Linked DNA regions of Sus scrofa: all the other regions are linked to region 3. The links are chromatin contacts, called in public Hi-C maps. All regions are on one chromosome and are shown on one strand. Each heading gives the region's core, a stretch centred on a gene start, on an enhancer-like site or on the middle of the called end of the contact. The rest is flanking DNA. Distances are from core to core; before and after follow the strand shown.

Region 1 (2,930 bases), core at 317-2,816, 450 kb after region 3:
TGTTGGAGGAAATCCCTGAAAAAGTAGAACCAAGAAATAAAACTGAAAATGAAAAAGAGATGGAAAAGACACAATATAAGAAAATTAGCAACTTAACTGTCCATCAGCCGAGAAATGGATAAAAAAGATATGGTACATATATACAATGGAATATTATTCGGCCATGAAAAGAATGAAATAATGCCATTTGCAGCATATGGATGGACCTAGAGATTATCATGCTAAGTGAAGTAAGTCAGACAAAGACAAATATCATTTGATATCACTTATATGTGGAATCTAAAAAAATGATTCAAATGACTCATTTACAAAATAGAAACCAACTCACAGACTTGAAACCAAAATAATGGTTACCAAAGGGGAAATATGGAGGGGGGAGGGATGGATTGGAGTTTGGGATTGGCATATAATACTATTATATATGGAATGGATGAATGTGTGTATAACACAAGGAACTCTGCTTAATATTCTGTGGTAACCTATACGGGAAAAGAACCAAAAAAGAATGGCTATGTGTATACCTATAATTGAATCACTTTGCTGTTGAGCTGAAATTAACACAACATTGTAAATCAACTATACTTCAATAAAATCTTTTCATATGAAAAAAAGAAAATTAAAGACAATTAAAGCAATAAAAACTTTCTGAAAGAGAGAAAAGAGAAAACCGTGGGGGAGGAAGTTATCAAAGCAGTAATTCAAGAAGGCTTTCCTCAACCAAAACTCATGACTTTTCAGAATTAGAGAGTCCACAAAATGCTCAGCATAGCAGATTTGGAAAGATCCGCGTTAAGGCATCCCATGGGAAGTTTTACTTACTAGGGACAAAAAGAAGTTCCTAAACATTTCAGAGGAAAAAGGACATCACCAAGAGCTAGAATTAGGAAGGAATGAACTCTTCCAGCAATGCTCCATGCAAGAAGACCATGGAGCAATGTTTTCAGAATTCCAAGGAAAATGGTTTCAACCTAGAATTATATATTCAGCCACACTTTGAAGTGTGAGGAGAAAATAAAGGTATTTGCATCTGTTCATGTTTTTAAAGATGGTACCTTCTATGTACCTTTTGTCAGGAATTACTGGATAATATGTTCTCCAGTAACATTAATAATGACTAATTATTAGTCATTACTAATGGCTAATAATAAGGGAGCAAAATCAGGAGGAAAATTAGGGATCCAGCACGGAGAGGAGAAAAGAATCCCCAGGATGAGCACGAAGGAGATCCCCGAGCAATAACTGCACAACATTTCTAGAGGATGACCTGTTCATGTCTGGACAGGGGAGCAGAGGCTTCCACCGGGCAGGTTGCCAAGATGTGGATAAAAATAAAAACAGCCTGATGTATTTGTACCTCATGAGAGGAAATGTATAATTCTAGAGGAATGTTTGAGGATGAATCAGAGGAATTCAGAAAACTGAGCGAACAATAAACAATTTTTAATTCCAGGACAAACAAACAAAAAATGTATAAGAAAGGAAGTGTAATTGTTTTATACCGCATAGTCATGTTGAGTTAACCAAAAGTTGTGGGTAACGTAATCACATAGGTAACCGAAATGAAAGAGGAAAAGAATGTTCGTGAATGTGTGTGGAATGGGACATGTGGTAGGCAGTGTTGTAAGAGAGCCTGATCTTTACCAAAAAATGTGAAATTGAGCAATCTTGAAATAGCAGCAATACAAGGATGTTATTTAGGAAGATGGGAGCACGTGCCAAAAGCGTATTCAGGTAATATAACGGAAAAAAAAATGTTTAAGAAGTGGGAATGAGGAGTTCCCATCCATGGCTCAGCGGAAACAAATCGGACTAGGAACCATGAGGTTGCAGGTTTGATCCCTGGCCTTGCTCAGTGGGTTAAGGATCTGGCGTTACCCTTAGCTGCGGTGTGGATTGCAGGCGAGCTTGGATCCCTCCTTGCTGTGGCTGTGGTGTAGGCTGGCAGCTTCAGCTGTGATTCAACCCCATATGCCACGGGTTCAGTCCTAAAAAGCAAAAAAAAAAAAAGAAAGAAAGAAAAAGAAGTGGGAATAAGGGATAGAGAAGGAGGACCAATGTACCTCTTTTTCCCCATTATGAGTCTTATAGTATTATTTGACTTTTAAAACGCTGTACAAAGATAAACTCTTGTTTTAAATAGAAGAGCAAGGAGTTCCCTGGTGGCCTAGTGGGTTAAGGATCCAGTGTTGTTACTGCTGTGGCAGGGGTTCTATCCCTAGCCTGGGAACTTCTGCACGCTGAAGGTGTGGCTAAAAAATAAAGAGCAGGACATACCTAACATTCTTTTTTTTTTCCCCCAAATAATCTTGAAAATAAAGGGTATGCTGTGAGAAAAGCGATAGTAATGTATAAGGGAAAGCTTCAGGCCTAATGGTTATACAGCACTGGAGAGTGGTATTTACTATCCCTGTTACAAAAATCATCACACCCGTAACTTTTATTTAAAAAAAAAAAAAAAGAGTTCCCGCCATGGCTCAGTGGTTAACGAATCCGACTAGGAACCATGAGGTTGCGGGTTCGATCCCTGACCTTGCTCAGCGGGTTAAGGATCCAGCGTTGCCATGAGCTGTGGCGTAGGTCACAGACGCGGCTCGGATCCCGTGTTGCTGTGGCTCTGGTGTAGGCTGGTGGCTTCAGCTCCCATTAGACCCCTAGCCTGGGACCCTCCATATGCCGCAGGAGCAGCCCCAGAAAAGGCAAAAAGACAAAACAAAAGCAAAAACAAAAAACACCAGAAAACTGGAGACACTTGTATTAGGAGATCTTAATCCCACCTGGGGTTCATGAAGCGTTTCCATTTAGAATCTTACAGTTCAGCCAGAGAGATTATAAACAGATAACTTCAACACAGAAGAAGTAGAAATGATACAAGTATACATTGAGGGGCTTAGAGCACAGAGGCCACGTTTAGCCAGTCTGAATGGATCAGC
Region 2 (2,746 bases), core at 2-2,501, 470 kb after region 3:
ATTATTAATAGAAAATAATATTCAAACCATTAAACACATAAAAAATTCAGAACCTTTTCAAATCTAGTTTTTTTTTTTTTTTTTTTTTTTTTTTTTTTTTTTTGTCTTTTTGCATTTTCTAGGGCCACTCCCGCGGCCTATGGAGATTCCCAGGCTAGGGGTCCAATCAGAGCTGTAGCCGCCAGCCTACGCCAGAGCTACAGCTATGCAGGATCTGAGCCGCATCTATGACCTACACTACATACAGCTCACGGCAACGCCGGCTCCCTAACCCACTGAGCAAGGCCAAGGACCGAACCCACAACCTCATCTTCCTAGTCGGATTCGTTAACCACTGAGCCAGGACAGGAACTCCTCAAATCTAATTTTGAACTTTTCAACTTTGCATTCTGAAAGATTTTCTTTCCCACATGGTTCCATAGTCCAGTAGTGCAGAATGTTAATTTTTTGCTTCCAGTTTTTATTATAATTTCCTATGCAATTCAGAAGCATGTCTAGCAGCCTTGTTCCAGTACAATCCGGTGGTACTGCAAAGACAAAACAGGATCAAACTTTGCAATAATTTGTATTTCTCTCAAAACCGCTTATGAGGAAGGATGGAAATTTCCATTTCGTAAGAAGCCTTTGCAGACTGTCCTGGGTTTCAATTCTAGAAAATAATCTGAATGTGGAAAATAAGTATACATATTCCTTAATGTTTTACAAGAATTTACCTACAGTTCCAACTGTAGCTTGGTTTATGAGTAACTTCACAAAAGGATAAGACGGAATACCGTTTTTTTTTTTTTTTTAATCAAAGTGGGGCTTGGTAGAAAAGAGTACATTAGTCCAACGGATTTAACAAATTCTCCGCAATCGCACTTTGAGTTTTCGGGTGTCAGGGGCGGAGTGAGGAATAAGAGGCGCAGGGCATGCTGGATCTTGTAGTCCCGCGCGGGAGGGGCGTGGTATTGCATGGCCTGCTGGGAGTTGAAGTCCAGTTCAATAGGAACTCATGGTGGGCATAACGCAGTTTGTCTATCACGGGCACCGCTTAGAGACGGATACTTTGGTTCTGTCCTTGCTATATTGGTGATTTATGGTCTGACGTAGTGAACGGGGCGAAAAAGGATGGACAAAGTAAACGAACCAGGGGCCTGGTGACGCCTGCTATTGCTGTCGCCAGTCTGTAAGCTTGAGTGCCCCGGAAGTGGCTGTCCTGCTGGGTTTGAAGGAGGGGGTGGGGCGTTCCTCTTACTACGGTGGCCGGGAAGCTCGAGGTGCCTGTGGCTGCGGCGCAGAGGTTGGAGTGTCTGCGTTTTTGCTGGCAGCTCTTCTGGCGGCTGCTGCTAGAGCTGGAACATTTCCCGGGTTGGTGGCTCCTACACATTGTTTACACTTCTCCAGTTCTGTTTTCGGTGAGGGGTCGACTTGAGGCTAGCGGAGTCAGGAGAAGGTTGGGGCTTAGTGTCTCTGGTCCCCGAATGACCAGGTTTCTTGGGGGGCCTTGCACTCACTGGAGACCCTGTGGCAGACCGTGTAGGCTTTCAGAATTTGGCGCCTCCCTCATCTGCTCCTGTCTAGTGTCATTTGTTTTCTGACTCCTCACTCTTCCTGAGATCCAGAACTGACAAACCTTAAGCCTTCCTGTGGGCAGCTGTTGCCCTCTCTTTGGAAGCTTTTCTTTCTTGTTTCAGGCACGATCTCTTGTCTCCTAAGCTCATCCATTTAACTTCTTCCCTATTTCTCTCCATCTAAAAGAAAAGAAAGAAAACAAATTAGACGCTCAAGATCTCAGTGTTCTCATTCCTAACTCCTTTATCCCTTTTTTGGCCCTTCTTACTAATTCATACTCTGATAACACTTGCCTGAATATCTAAATGCTTTTCCATCCAGACCTTAACGTTCAGTCACTTTATTTGGTTTTTAGCCTGAGCGCTTCCACCTCTATCTACATGTAAGGGCTTTTTAGGTTGGAGGTTCATCTGCGTTCTTAGGATAACTGATGAATGGGAGAGTGATCGCCAATGATTAGCTAAGCGTGACTCTACTTACTGAGTTTATATTTCTTAAGATTTCTTTGGCTTACATTTTCGTTTTGTATTGATTATTTTCTCGCAGGGGGTTCGCTGCTACCCTGCGTTAGTGGAGAATACCTCCTCCTACAGCTCTTCGTATCTTAACTGAGATTTTTTTTTTCTTTTTTCCTACTTCAGGCATATGTCCCCAGTGGAGGTTTGTGCAATGATTTTTGTATCAGTTAATAGATAGACACAAGGGAATGCCTTTCCTCCCTTGTTTATGATTTGTAATTAGTGAGTCATTGAAATTACCCAAAGGGATTGAAAAAGCTTTGGAAGGTAAAGTCTATGTATATACCAATTTGCAAAATAATAAAGTGTCTTCCCTGAACGAGGAAGAGTTTCTAATTAGTCCAGTAATCTGATGCTATATTGAATTAATTATCAATTCTTTCACTGTAAAATTTTGGGAACTGTTTAATGTTAAAAAATAACCAATAGAAGGAATTTTATAGTTTAGTAAAAATAGTTTAAAAAACCACTTAACTGATGTTCTTTTTTTCTGTAAAATAGAATACAGGTATATCAAAAAGTTTATTTTTTGTGACTATTGATGAGCTATTTCTATATATTTGATAGATCTGGTAAAACAGCATGGTACACTATTCAGTAATGTGTAGACAGACATTTTTGTACTTCCTGCCTTTCTGGGGACCATGTAACTTAAATAACTTTGAAGCTTTCTT
Region 3 (2,723 bases), core at 135-2,634:
TTCCAAATGTATCACACAGTCTCTCTCTTTCTTAAACACACACACACAGAAAATATTCCATAAAATATTTCAGATCTAAATATAGTGTTCCTCCAAAACCAGGCTACAGAAAAGCTCTAATGTACAAGACCCGGGGAGAACCACAGGAATGCAAGAGCAGACGAAACAATTAAGGAAGGCAGAGGTTTAAAGCATTCACAGCCAGGGCCATTCTTGGCCCTAGACATTGCCTCTGCACAATGCAAATGAGAAAGAGGCACCCTTCTGGACAGGCCTGGCAAGTGTGGGCTGGGTTTCAGCTCCTATTTACCCTCTGACATCTTTGTGCCTGGTGCTGTCAGTGCAGCTGTACATGGTGGCCCTGCTGTCGATGCAAACATTAGAGCAAATACAAGAGCAGGGGTCCCAAGCCTCCACTGTAACAGAGATCAGTTTTTATTCCCTGGGGAGGTGAGTTCCTGGGGATGCTTAAATCTTAAAAAACAAAACATATGCATGCAATTAAGACCCTTTTCCCTTTTGACTCATCAAGTAAAGGAGAAATGGTTCCCTGTCTCAGGCACCAGTATTTACCCATCGGTGGGGAGGAAGAGGGGCCTGGGGGCTCCTTCTGGGGTGGAGCCTGGGCTGAATAGGCCGAGAGCAGCAGGTTGAGGGAGCTCTGTAGCTGGCTCTGGATGCTGCTGAGCTTGGAGGCCGGCTGCTTGATGGCACGGGCCAGCTCTGGGTACCCATGCTCCAGGCAACTCCACTGTTCCTGCAGGAGCTCCTGGATCTTCTTCACGTACTGCCCAATAGTGGCATCGGTGGGTGAGCTTGGTGGCCTTCCTGGGCGCTCTTTCCCTGGCAGCTCTGAGCCGGCCTCCCCCCTCCCCTCTGGGGGAGCCTGTCTCTTGCTGCTCCCTGGAGAGCCTCCTGCTCCCCTGACCAGACTCTCTGCTTCCACCTGAGGGCCTCCCTCCTGCTCAGCGCCTCCTTCTTCGATCCTGAGCTCAGTGGAGAGGCAGCTATGTAAAGAGGGGGGGAGGCCCACCTCAGGGCCCTGTGGCAGTGACAGCTGGGGTGGTGGCACAAGTTCTGCTGGGCTCCGATCTCCCCCTTTGTGGCTGTCCTGCCACCATAAGAAGCCATTCCCCTCTCCCCTGGCTCCCCAGCTTTCAGATCCCATGCTGCCCATAAGGTTGACCCCAATGCTCTTGTCACACGACTCCCTGGTCAAGAGTCCGTGCAGAGGGTCAGTGTTGACCATGGCATCCGTCTGGCCCTGAGCTTCTTTGGTATTCCTGCGGCTCAGCTTTTCTGCCAGTTGAGCTACAGTACGCTCTAGCTCTTGAATCCTCTGCCCTCTGGCCTGGATTTCCTCCTCCTGCCGCTGGAGGGCAGCTCTGACCTGGGCCAGTTCTTCAGTTCTTTCGGACAATTCACTCTCCAGGTCGGAGAGCTGCTGCTTCAGGCTGGGGATGCTGCCAGGGTCCACAGAGGCGAGGCCCAGGCTTTCCTCCGTGACCCGGATGCCGATGCTTCTCACATCCACCTCCACAGGTGGCGGTGGGGGGATCTCGCTGATGTTGAGCTCGATTTCGTCCAGGGAAAGCTCATTCTCAGGGATGGGTGATGGCAGAGGTGGGGGGCTTGGCGTGGGGGAGCCAGAGGTCGTGACCCCCGCCTCCGCTTCTCCGCCTTCGTGTTGCTCCTCTGCATCTTCTAGGACCACCAAGACGTTCGGGGGTGAGAAAAGAGGACTTGGGAGAGAGAGGTGATTTAGAGCCTCTCCTTCGCCCTCTGGAGGCTCAGCCGCCTCCTGGATCCGTTCCGGAATCCCGGGCACCAGGTCTCCCAACTCTCGGACTTCTGGTTGCGGTGCTGTTCCCGGGGTGGAGCTGTGGAAACTGGCCAAAAATCCTTCCGCGGGGCCAAAGGCGCCGTCGCAGACCCCACCTTCACCCTGAAGTGGGGGGAGGGCCAGGGGGACGGGGGAACCTGAGTTTAGGCTTGGGTCCTCCGAGGCCCTGTTTGGCAGCAGTGTGGCTGGCATGCTGGATGCTCTCAGAAGCTGGGGCCGTGCGCTCCCGGAGACGAGCTCCAACTCCGGGGGCGCAGCGGCCTCCACCTGCCTGGCGGTCTCCGCCAGCAGGACCTTCCGACGGTAGCTCACGTCACCCCCGCTGGCGGCGGCGGGGGGCTCGCTGAGCAGCAGCGAGTGGGCTCGCGCCTCTGGCCCGGGCGACGCCTTCCTCGGCACGGCTGGGGACCAGTTTGGGTGGGAAAGAGCAGCATGGGGGCGAGCCCCGCTGTCGGGAAGGCTGAAGTTTCGGGGCAAAGTGCTAAACTTGGCCTGCTTGGCCCTTCTGTGGATGGGAATCCTCTTGATGGTGTTGCCCTTCTCGATGTCATCCACGTACTTGAGGAAGTCCAGGTCTAAGTGGAAGCCGTAGGGGGTCTCCACGGAGTAAGGGTGGCCCTTTGGAGGCTCTTTCTCTTCTTCCCTCTGAGAGGACTGGTCTTTGGCTGGGAGACACGAGACAAGTGAAGAAGAAGCACAACGTTAATGAGCACTGCAGGGCAGCGAGGCCTGATGTGGGGGATTTTGACTTAACGCTCTGGCATGGGCCTTCTCCTAAATGTTCCGCCTCTCTAACTTACGCGGAGATGCTCCCAGCCTTTTGGGCTGTGCTGAGAAGCTCTGTTATTAAATCAGTGTGTACTTAGCCAGTGTCTGCAAG

The links. A called contact is a pair of places that touch in the nucleus more often than the background predicts.
Region 1: a Hi-C map of embryonic fibroblasts shows a contact between it and region 3, with 1.6 times the contacts expected there. The contact joins two enhancer-like sites. A contact is called at or near these places in 5 of 47 Hi-C or Micro-C datasets (embryonic fibroblasts, fetal skeletal muscle, fibroblasts and 2 more).
Region 2: a contact with region 3 is called in a Hi-C map of embryonic fibroblasts, with 2.0 times the contacts expected there. The contact joins the promoter of ATG4C here to the enhancer-like site in region 3. A contact is called at or near these places in 7 of 47 Hi-C or Micro-C datasets (embryonic fibroblasts, fetal skeletal muscle, fibroblasts and 2 more).

Annotation. Positions count from the first base shown.
Region 1 is chr6:149,711,682-149,714,611 of Sscrofa11.1, reverse strand. No RefSeq gene overlaps it. Among named protein-coding and RNA genes, the nearest start is that of ATG4C, 21 kb to the right of the region's middle. Within about 2 kb of position 1,566, at least 6 of the 83 cell types and tissues checked have an H3K27ac peak or open chromatin away from gene starts, as enhancers often do. A contact at or near this core is called in embryonic fibroblasts, where this site is marked.
Region 2 is chr6:149,690,419-149,693,164 of Sscrofa11.1, reverse strand. ATG4C (autophagy related 4C cysteine peptidase) reads left to right here and starts at 1,251. Exons shown (of 11, transcript NM_001190284.1): 1 at 1,251-1,350.
Region 3 is chr6:150,156,767-150,159,489 of Sscrofa11.1, reverse strand. It overlaps KANK4 (KN motif and ankyrin repeat domain-containing protein 4), which reads right to left. Exons shown (of 10, transcript XM_013988888.2): 3 at 574-2,508. Among named protein-coding and RNA genes, the nearest start is that of KANK4, 52 kb to the right of the region's middle. Within about 2 kb of position 1,384, at least 5 of the 83 cell types and tissues checked have an H3K27ac peak or open chromatin away from gene starts, as enhancers often do. A contact at or near this core is called in embryonic fibroblasts, where this site is marked.